3 separate regions of the Sus scrofa genome follow, and regions 2 and 3 are each linked to region 1. Evidence: chromatin contacts called from public Hi-C and HiChIP or PLAC-seq data. All regions are on one chromosome and are shown on one strand. Each heading gives the region's core, a stretch centred on a gene start, on an enhancer-like site or on the middle of the called end of the contact. The rest is flanking DNA. Distances are from core to core; before and after follow the strand shown. Region 1 holds the start of MTFR1L (mitochondrial fission regulator 1-like). Region 2 holds the start of PAFAH2 (platelet-activating factor acetylhydrolase 2, cytoplasmic). Region 3 holds the start of LDLRAP1 (low density lipoprotein receptor adapter protein 1).

Region 1 (2,700 bases), core at 105-2,604:
TGGGAAAAGGAAAACCCTTGAGCAGAGATCGAGTCTCAGAGCCAAGTCTTGGCCAGATTGCTGGTGCAGGGCTCTGGAGCATAACCCACACTGCCATCCAAACTGGCCTCTTGTACCCTTTAGTAGTCATTGGCTTATGGGGTAGAGTAACTTCCCAGGTTAGGGCTTCCATTCTCCCTCCTGCAAGGGCAATTTTCTGGAAAATGGGGCAGCTGTGAGCAGCCAGTAGAGTTGCTGGGGGATGATTCACTGGTTGGGTAAAAGGGATCTTCATGAAGAACCAAGATAGCATCTGTCACACCAAGGAAAGGCAACTAGAGCGAATTCGCAAGATCTGCCATTGCCCAGGACAGGAAAGTAATGGTTAAAGCATGTTTGTCATCCTGGAAAGAGGGTTGGAAATGGAAGCCAAATTTCATCATTTAAAATATGGTGGGATCAGGGTGGACACCGTCTCTGACCACGGCCAGCTACAGAGTTTACAGGATCAGTGCAAAATGAAAACGCAGGGCCTTTGTTGAAAAAAAAAAAAAATTGTTGTTAATTTCAAGAGGGCAACAGCAGGCACCAATTAGTCTGAGCGTGAGGCCTGTGTGAATGCACAGCTTCTCTCCCCAAGAAGCCAGTCTGTCTCTGGCAGCTAGGACTTGCAACCAAAGAACTATAGCCTGGAAGCCAAGCACAGCCACGTGTTGAGGTCAGATGAGGACATGTGACCCAGGCCTGGATGTCATGGAGACCAGGACTCTGAGGCTTTGAGCACAAAGAGGGAGTGGGTGAGTGAGTCTGGAAGGAATGTGAGTCTCTTTCCCAAAGCATCTGGTGTCTTGCCAGTCTAGCCATCTGATCATCCAACTCACTGAGTATACCTGTGTGTGTCTTTGTGATATACCTAACTGCTAAAATAGAAGAAAGCTACAAAGCCCTGGAGAGCAGAGTCAGAGGAAGAAAGGCCCATTCTTGCCGCAGAGAAGACTGTAGAGGGTCTTGGCTGGGAAGTATGAACTGTGAAGCCACCAGGGCGAGATGGGGCAAAGCAAGCACTAAATCTGGGGCCTTGGATGCCAGAGGGAGGATTCTGAAGTTTGCACTACAGTTGGGAAGAGCAAACACCGATCAATGTGGGGGCCAAGCAGCAACACAGGCCCTTTCCAGAGGTTGGAGCCGGACTAAGCGTGGAGAGTGGTAAGGAGGGAAAGGAGGCCGAGACCAGCGGGAGATGCGACTGGGCGGACCTCGGGGATCAACTTTCCCCAAGGCTCGGACGGCAGGGGGCGTGGCCTCGGGGCTTGTCTCCGCCCTCGGGATCGGCACGTGCCGCCGCCCCGCCCTCCGCGGCTGGCCTGCCCAGGGCGCGCGGGGCCGCGGCTCGGTGCGCAGCTGCAAGGGATCGCTTCCGGGGGGCGGGTCAGCGGAAGTGAGGGTGGTAGAGGCTGGGCGGCCCGCTACGGTAGGAGGGGCCGTGAGGTGAGAGTCCTGAGCCGGAGGCTGAGGTGAGACTAGGTGCGAGTGCCGCCCCAGAGTGGAAGCGCGGCTTTCCGGGTCCGGCCGTCGCGCAGCCTAATGAATGCCAGGCGCTGTGCGTTCGGTGCCCGCGGCTCCGGTGCCCGCGCCGGTTCTCGCGGCAGCCACTGTTGTCCACCTCACTCGGCAGGGGGGAAACGGAGTCCCCGGAGGCAGTTGCTCGCCGGAGTCACCCAGATGCGCCAGAGGCTGCTCGTTTCGGACGCCCCCTCGCTCCTGCCGGGACCCGGCCCCGGGCCTGTGGGTCCAAGGGCCGCCGGAGCTGCGGCAAGAACTTGGCCGACCTTGGCCTTGTCGGGTCGGGCTGTTGCGGGGGAGGGGAGGCGTGTCCCGGGCGAGGTCCCTGGGGTCGCGCAGAGTGTCGGCGCGGCGGAGACCGGGGATGATGGGACCAGGCCCCGCTCGGGAGGCGCTGCGGCTCCTGCGGGAGGCCGTGTGTAAACACTGGGACGGCAGCCTCGGAAGGGGCTGTGGGGGCGCAGAAGTGGTCGGAGCCGGCCAGCGCGGCCAGCGCGGCCAGCAAGCTGGGGGGTCTTCTAGCCGGGCACTTGGGGTGGGGTGGAGGGTTGAACTCGGCGTTCTCGTCCGTTTCTCGATTGGACAAATGAAATGCTCAAGTGCCTACCGTGTATGGAGCAGGCGCTGTGCCCTGCTGGGAAGTCGTCGCCCTTGGGGCAAACTTCACGGCACACCGTTACCTAGATACTGCTGAAGGACCCCAAAGGAAACGCAGGGTGCCTCGGGGTGACTGTCAGGGAAGGGGAGGCGATGCTTGAGCTGAGCTCCAAGAATGATTAAGGATGAACTTGGTGAAGAGGGTGTTGGTGTTTGAAGCAGAGGGAATAGTGTAGACAAGACCATCGAAGGGCTGAAGGGCCAGTGTGGTTGGAGGGCAAGGGGAAAGCAGGTGTGGCTATGAAGTGTGCGGGGGCCAGAGTGGACAGGCCCTGGAGGATGAATGCGGTGAGTGGGTAGACAGGACAGAGAAGGGTGAAGATGAGGTTGGGCCTGACTGCCGAGGCCCTGCAAGCCATGCTGAGGAGTCTAGATGTTATCCTCTTGGCTCTAGCAAGCACAGTGGGTTTTAAGCATGACAGGAACATGATTAGCCAGGAGTTCTAGAAAGATGCCTCTGGCTGTTATGTGAGGGTTAGGTCCAACTGAGTTTGGAGGTGA
Region 2 (2,700 bases), core at 47-2,546, 180 kb after region 1:
TGACAAAATGGTTTCTTTCCTCCCAGCCTTTTCAGGCCTGAGACACTCCTACCAAAACCAGAGTCTACTAAACAGGCCCAGAAGAGCCCAGAGGGAATGGACAGGACTTGCGCTGCAGCTGTCCATCTCCTGGTGGGGCCCCATTTCCAGTGAACAGGGACCGCCCTTCTGCCAGCTGCCTGGACTTTTCATCACTGGCTATTTCAGGACAGAGTCCAAGATAAGCATTTCTCTGGGACTTCCTTTCAGACAAAGCTCTCTGGAGACTTAAAGCTCATTAGTCTGAAGTTTGGTCTCTGAGGGAGTGAGTAATACCATCCTGTTCTTAGAAAATGGAGCCGCCAAACACTCGATGGCAAGTTTGAGCAACAATGGGGCGGAACTATAAAAGGAGCCAAGAGAGCATTCTAGAACATTCATAATTATCATAAAAATGATCGCTCTCGCTTGTGGAGGCTTTACAGTTTATACAGCACTTTCACACATATTAGTCTACTGGCTCCATAAGACAGCCTCAAGCTAAGACTGAGAGAGCAACTGTCACCTCCACTTGGCAGACAAAGAGAGTGAGTCCCAGAGAAGTCGTATGATTAGCCCAGTCACACTGCGAGAGAGCTGCAGAGCTGGAATCAAACCCCGGTCTGCTGACTTTAAGTCCTGGGCTCTTCCGTGGATTGAGAAGGAATGGTGACCCTTCTTCCACTAGCATGAAAAACAGAAAAGTTAGGGCAAGAATGAAGCACACAGAAGGGGCAGCGCACAAGGAAGCCCAGGTTTCAGAGGGGTGACGCCGTGGGCTCAGGGTGGGGCTGTGGACTCCGCTCACCGTGGGATTCCGGGGCAGCTGGGGGAGTGACAGCGCAAGATGACAGTGGGAGAATGAAGGATGCGGGTGGATACTCGAGGTGTCTCAACAGGAAACAGAAAGTAATGTGCAGTTGCTAGGATTGAGAGGAGGAGTCTCCAAACCGGGCTGGAATATGAGAAACTCCGCAGACACTTCAGTTCAGAATAAAAGTTTTCTCCAATCAAACTTACCCAGTCAAGGTGATCCCTCAGAAGCAGCCCAGACTATCACCTCAACGGAATCGAGACGCTGCCCCGGAGCCCCTGGCCCTTCGGTAGTTGTAGTTTCCACAACTCAACCTTAGCGCTTAAAAACGTGTCCCGCCCCTCTGTCCGGAACTATAACTCCCGAGGTGCACCGCGCGAGATTGCCCATAAAGACCCTAGGACTACAATCCCCAAAATTCCACACGGCCCCCCTCATCGTTGGGCGCAACCCCAAGGCCGGGATGCGGTACAATTCCTCCACCTGGTGGTCGATTATGAAAGCCTGAGCGGAGGATTACGGTTTATAGTTCCGGTTAGTAACCCTCCGCCTAATTGTTCCTCAAATAATCCCTGGGTGTGTCTGAGGGTAGCTGGAGCTTTTTTTTTATTCTCAGGGAATAAGTCTGATCTTGTTTTGTGTTCCCCACTTTGCTTCCTGTGAGAGTATAAAACTGCTCATTCAAATTCAGGGCACATTCCCCACCAACCTGTACCTGTTGACACGTGATATTCCATTGTCCTACAGAAATGCATGGCCAGAACTGAGAGGATCCTGAGAGATCCCGCGCTGTCCCACCAGCCCCTCCGTCCATCCTCGCTTTGCCGGTTCTTAGGGACACAATGGTGAATAGGTTACTGTCGCTAGCCTAAAAAGAATTCACAGTCCAGCAGAGGATTGGGACAAATGAATAATTACACAGTGCTGTGCGTTTTCTAATGGGGAAAAACCAAGGGGTTGTGGGGGCCTTCTTGTAAAGAAACACCTGCCCAGGCCTGGGGAAATGGAACGGTGTTATCACGGCTTCCTGGAGATTTTACAGAAATGTTAAAATTGAGAACTGAAGGAATAGAACTTACCGGGGGTACTGAGAATGTGAAGAATGTTTTACACCCCAGCTGGAGCACAGAGCATGCGGGATGGAATAAAGAGTCATATCTGAGGAGGAAGGGCCACATCCTCAGGAGCCTTGTAAACTTCCATAAGAAATCTGGATTATTCAAGCAGCTCAAAAACTTTCAAAGGCTTCCTACTACCTACTGAATGCAGTACTAACTTCTTAGCTTGGCATTCAATGTCCTCCCCAACCTGGACCCCCACCTACTTCCTCAGAAGTATTGCCAGTGGTGTTCTCTGCCAGGAATCGCCCCTCTTCTGCCCTACCCCCAGCTGTTCACCTCCTCACCAATCTCAGGACTAGCAGGTTCTGGAGTCCTAGTTGTGGTACAGCAGAAATGAATCCGACTAGGAACCATGAGGTTGCGGGTTTGATCTGTGGCCTCGCTCAGTGGGTTAAGGATCTGGCATTGCTGTGGGCTGTGGTGTAGGTCACAGATGCGTTGCTGTGGCTCTGGCATAGGCTGGTGGCTACAGCTCCCATTCGACCTCTAGCCTGGGAACCTCCATATGCCGGGGGAGCAGCCCAAGAAATGGCAAAAAGACAAAAAAAAAAAAGAAGACTATCAGGTTCTTATTGTTACCTCCACACTTATATTCATGCTCTTCCCTCCACTAGGCACTCTGCCCTGCCTGGTGGCCTGTCTAATCCTGTTCTTCCGTGGAATCTACCTCTCCACGAAGCTTCTCTGATTCCGCTCCAGTCCCAAACCACCTCTACACCCTCTAGGTGCTTACCTCACACCGCCTTG
Region 3 (2,700 bases), core at 8-2,507, 230 kb before region 1:
CCTTCACCAGCCAGCCCCAGGTGACTGCTTTTCCTTCAGGCTTCAGAATATCCTCTCTCTGCCCCAGGAATGAGCTGGCTTGGGGTTAGAGAGCTGGGGGTTCAGCCCTGCGGACTTACTTAGCCCTCACTGCAGCCCCTGGCAGGAGAAGACAGCCTGCTGGGGCGAAAAGCTGGAGAGAGGGAGGAAAGGAGGGAAGAAGGGAGAAAATAAACACTGACTATATTCCAACTCCACTTGGACTTCTTCCTAGGCATTTGGGATTCAGAAATGAATCAGAAAAACTGACTGCCCTCGAAGGACACAAAGTGCGACGGAGGCAAAAAGAGTAGAAACGGGCAACAACCACACTCAGGCCTGTGGCATCTCACCAACAGAAGAAGTCAGGCTATGGTCTGAATATATGTGCTCTCCTTTTGACTCCCTTCCTAAAGTCTGATGGGAAGGCACAAGATCCTAGAGAGAATTCTAAATATTGGACTTAGAACATCTGTGCTTGAGGAATTCTGAGTCCAGACTCCCACTGAAGTGCCTTCTAGCAAGCAGGGGACCGTCTGGGTCAAGGTCTGGCAGGTTGAAAGAATCGCTAGAGGTAGGATCTCATCTCACTTTACAGATAAAGATTAAGGCCCAGAGAGGGAAAGGAGTTGCCCGAGGTCACACAGCAAGGCAGCGTCAGAGCTAAGGCTCCTTTCCCCACACCTCAGAGCATAAGACTCAGGCCACACCACCTCTGAGACTACTTGGGGAGTAGGGTGGGCAGGGGGCAGCCCAGAGTGCCCAGATGGTGCCAGGGAGAGGCTGGGTCTGTTGGGTGAGTCAAGTGCCCAACGGGTCTTGCTAAGGCAAACTTTATATGTCTGCCTGCCCCGTTGCCAGCAAAGTTCTATCACGGTCAGCTCTCCTTCCAAGCCTCTCACTGCAGTGGGCGTCACCCTCTTCTTCTCTCCGCCCCTCAGTCTCCCCATCAGTGAAATGGTTTTCAACGACTTTTCAGCTGTCGAGAAATCTTAGGCCAGCGCCTGCCTCCCGCGACGGGTGCGGCGGGTCTCCAACCCTCAAGCTCCTCCCCGTGGGAAATAAGGAAGTTGTGGAGAGGAAAGAAAAGACGGGGCGCCTAGGACTGTCGGCTCCCGCCTCAGGGGGGGCCCTTGTCTGACAGCTTTGGGGAGCTAGGGCAAAGGCCCGGCGGGGGGGCCAGGGGCAGGGCCAGGGGCGGGGCCGGGCAGGCCCTCGCCCCGCCCCGTCGGACGTCGGCGCGGAGCTCGCACGGGGAGGGGAGGAGCGCGGAGCCCGCGCGCCGCCTGGCCCCGGCGGAAAGTTTTCCCTGACGGAGTTTTGGCGGTGGCAGCAGCAGCGGCGGCCAGAGCGGCCATGGACGCGCTCAAGTCCGCCGGGCGGGCGCTGATCCGAAGCCCCAGCCTGGCCAAGCAGAGCTGGGGGGGCAGTGGCCGGCACCGGAGTGAGTGTGTGCGCGTCCAACCGGGCCGGGCGGGGGCCGGGCGGGGGTCGGGGCTCGCGGACCCGCCTCCTGCGGGCCCCGTGGGGAGAGGAAGGGCCTGACCCGCGCCCCGCGGCCTGGCGCGACCTTGCCCGGCCCTGCAGGGTTAGGGGTCGCCAGGGGTCAAGTTGTATTCCCGCTTCTGTCCCTACTCTGTGCGGCTGGGGACGAGGGGAGGAGACCGGAGCTCGGGGTCGCCAGGTGAGGTCTGCAGTGTGAGGGGGTTGCGGGTCACAAGAACAAACTTGCGCTGCCCCAGCGTCTCCCCACCTTGGACAGCTAGGGGAGGCAGGAGCTCGCCGTCGGTACCTGGGGGAGGGGGAGGGGGGGCAGGCTTTTAGGAAAATGCCCCCATCCCGCACCCCTGCACTCGAGCCCGGAGGTCCGCGACTGGCAGGAGCCCACTTGGCAACCCCCACCCCACCCCGGTCCTACCCACGAGGCCATCTTTTGACTCCTGGGCGCCCAGAAGCCGACTCAGGTGTGAGCCTAGGTTCCCAGGTACCTACTTGAAGTTGGGGGTGAGGCTCAGCTTGGGGTCTCAGAAGATATTGCACACCCGGCTATCTAGGCCCCGTTGTCCCTTCTTCTGGTTGGGTCCAGGTGGCAGGGCTGAGATCCTGCTATTTTTGAAACCTGCTTTTGTCTCCCACTTTCCCCCTTGAGCTTCCCAAGTCCCTGGGCGCCCAGGGGAATGGCAGAGCCACCTCTCCCAGGGGCCCCTGGGAGCCCGGGAGGAGCCTCGCCCGCCTTCCCCTCCTCTCCCTGTCTCCAGTTACTCTCTGGGAACCTGGCACCTGGCACCTTCCCCTGAGGCCTGAGAAACCCAGTCCAAGTCCCTCGTTTTTCATGAGGAGAAGCGGAGTGGCTTGCCTGGGGTCACACCTGCCATCCTGGTAGATGTGGAGCCAAAGCCAGGACTCCTGCACACTCCCACTCCTCTGCCAACTGCCTTGGCCCCTGGCCTCTCCTGCACCAGGAAACTGCTGTCAGTATAGTCACACCCCACCCCCTTCCCTCTTTGCCTTCCAGGGCTCCACCAGGGGAGCCCGAGTTCCCCAGGCCCGGGAGTGCCAGCGTGTCTGGGCCTAGGGAGCCCGCCTGCCCCGCCTCTTGCCCACTCTGCTCTTCCAGCTGTGGCTGCCTTTTAAACCAAGACTGGCACTGGGAATGTGGCCTGGTGCCTGCTGGTGGGGGTG

The links. Hi-C and Micro-C count contacts between places; a contact is called where the count stands out from the background. HiChIP or PLAC-seq counts read pairs in DNA pulled down with a chosen protein or histone mark.
Region 2: a contact with region 1 is called in a Hi-C map of liver, with 11 times the contacts expected there. The contact joins the promoter of PAFAH2 here to the promoter of MTFR1L in region 1. A contact is called at or near these places in 1 of 5 promoter capture datasets (liver), 10 of 47 Hi-C or Micro-C datasets (embryonic fibroblasts, fetal skeletal muscle, heart right ventricle and 4 more) and 2 of 2 datasets of contacts at active chromatin or transcription factors (alveolar macrophages and skeletal muscle).
Region 3: a contact with region 1 is called in an H3K27ac HiChIP or PLAC-seq map of skeletal muscle. The contact joins the promoter of LDLRAP1 here to the promoter of MTFR1L in region 1. A contact is called at or near these places in 4 of 5 promoter capture datasets (fetal liver, fetal skeletal muscle and liver) and 1 of 2 datasets of contacts at active chromatin or transcription factors (skeletal muscle).

What each region holds. Positions count from the first base shown.
Region 1 is chr6:83,263,997-83,266,696 of Sscrofa11.1, forward strand. MTFR1L (mitochondrial fission regulator 1-like) reads left to right here and starts at 1,355. Exons shown (of 7, transcript XM_021095596.1): 1 at 1,355-1,493.
Region 2 is chr6:83,445,671-83,448,370 of Sscrofa11.1, forward strand. PAFAH2 (platelet-activating factor acetylhydrolase 2, cytoplasmic) reads right to left here and starts at 1,297. Exons shown (of 11, transcript XM_005665126.3): 1 at 1,039-1,297.
Region 3 is chr6:83,029,372-83,032,071 of Sscrofa11.1, forward strand. LDLRAP1 (low density lipoprotein receptor adapter protein 1) reads left to right here and starts at 1,258. Exons shown (of 9, transcript XM_003127708.4): 1 at 1,258-1,462. The coding sequence starts at 1,375.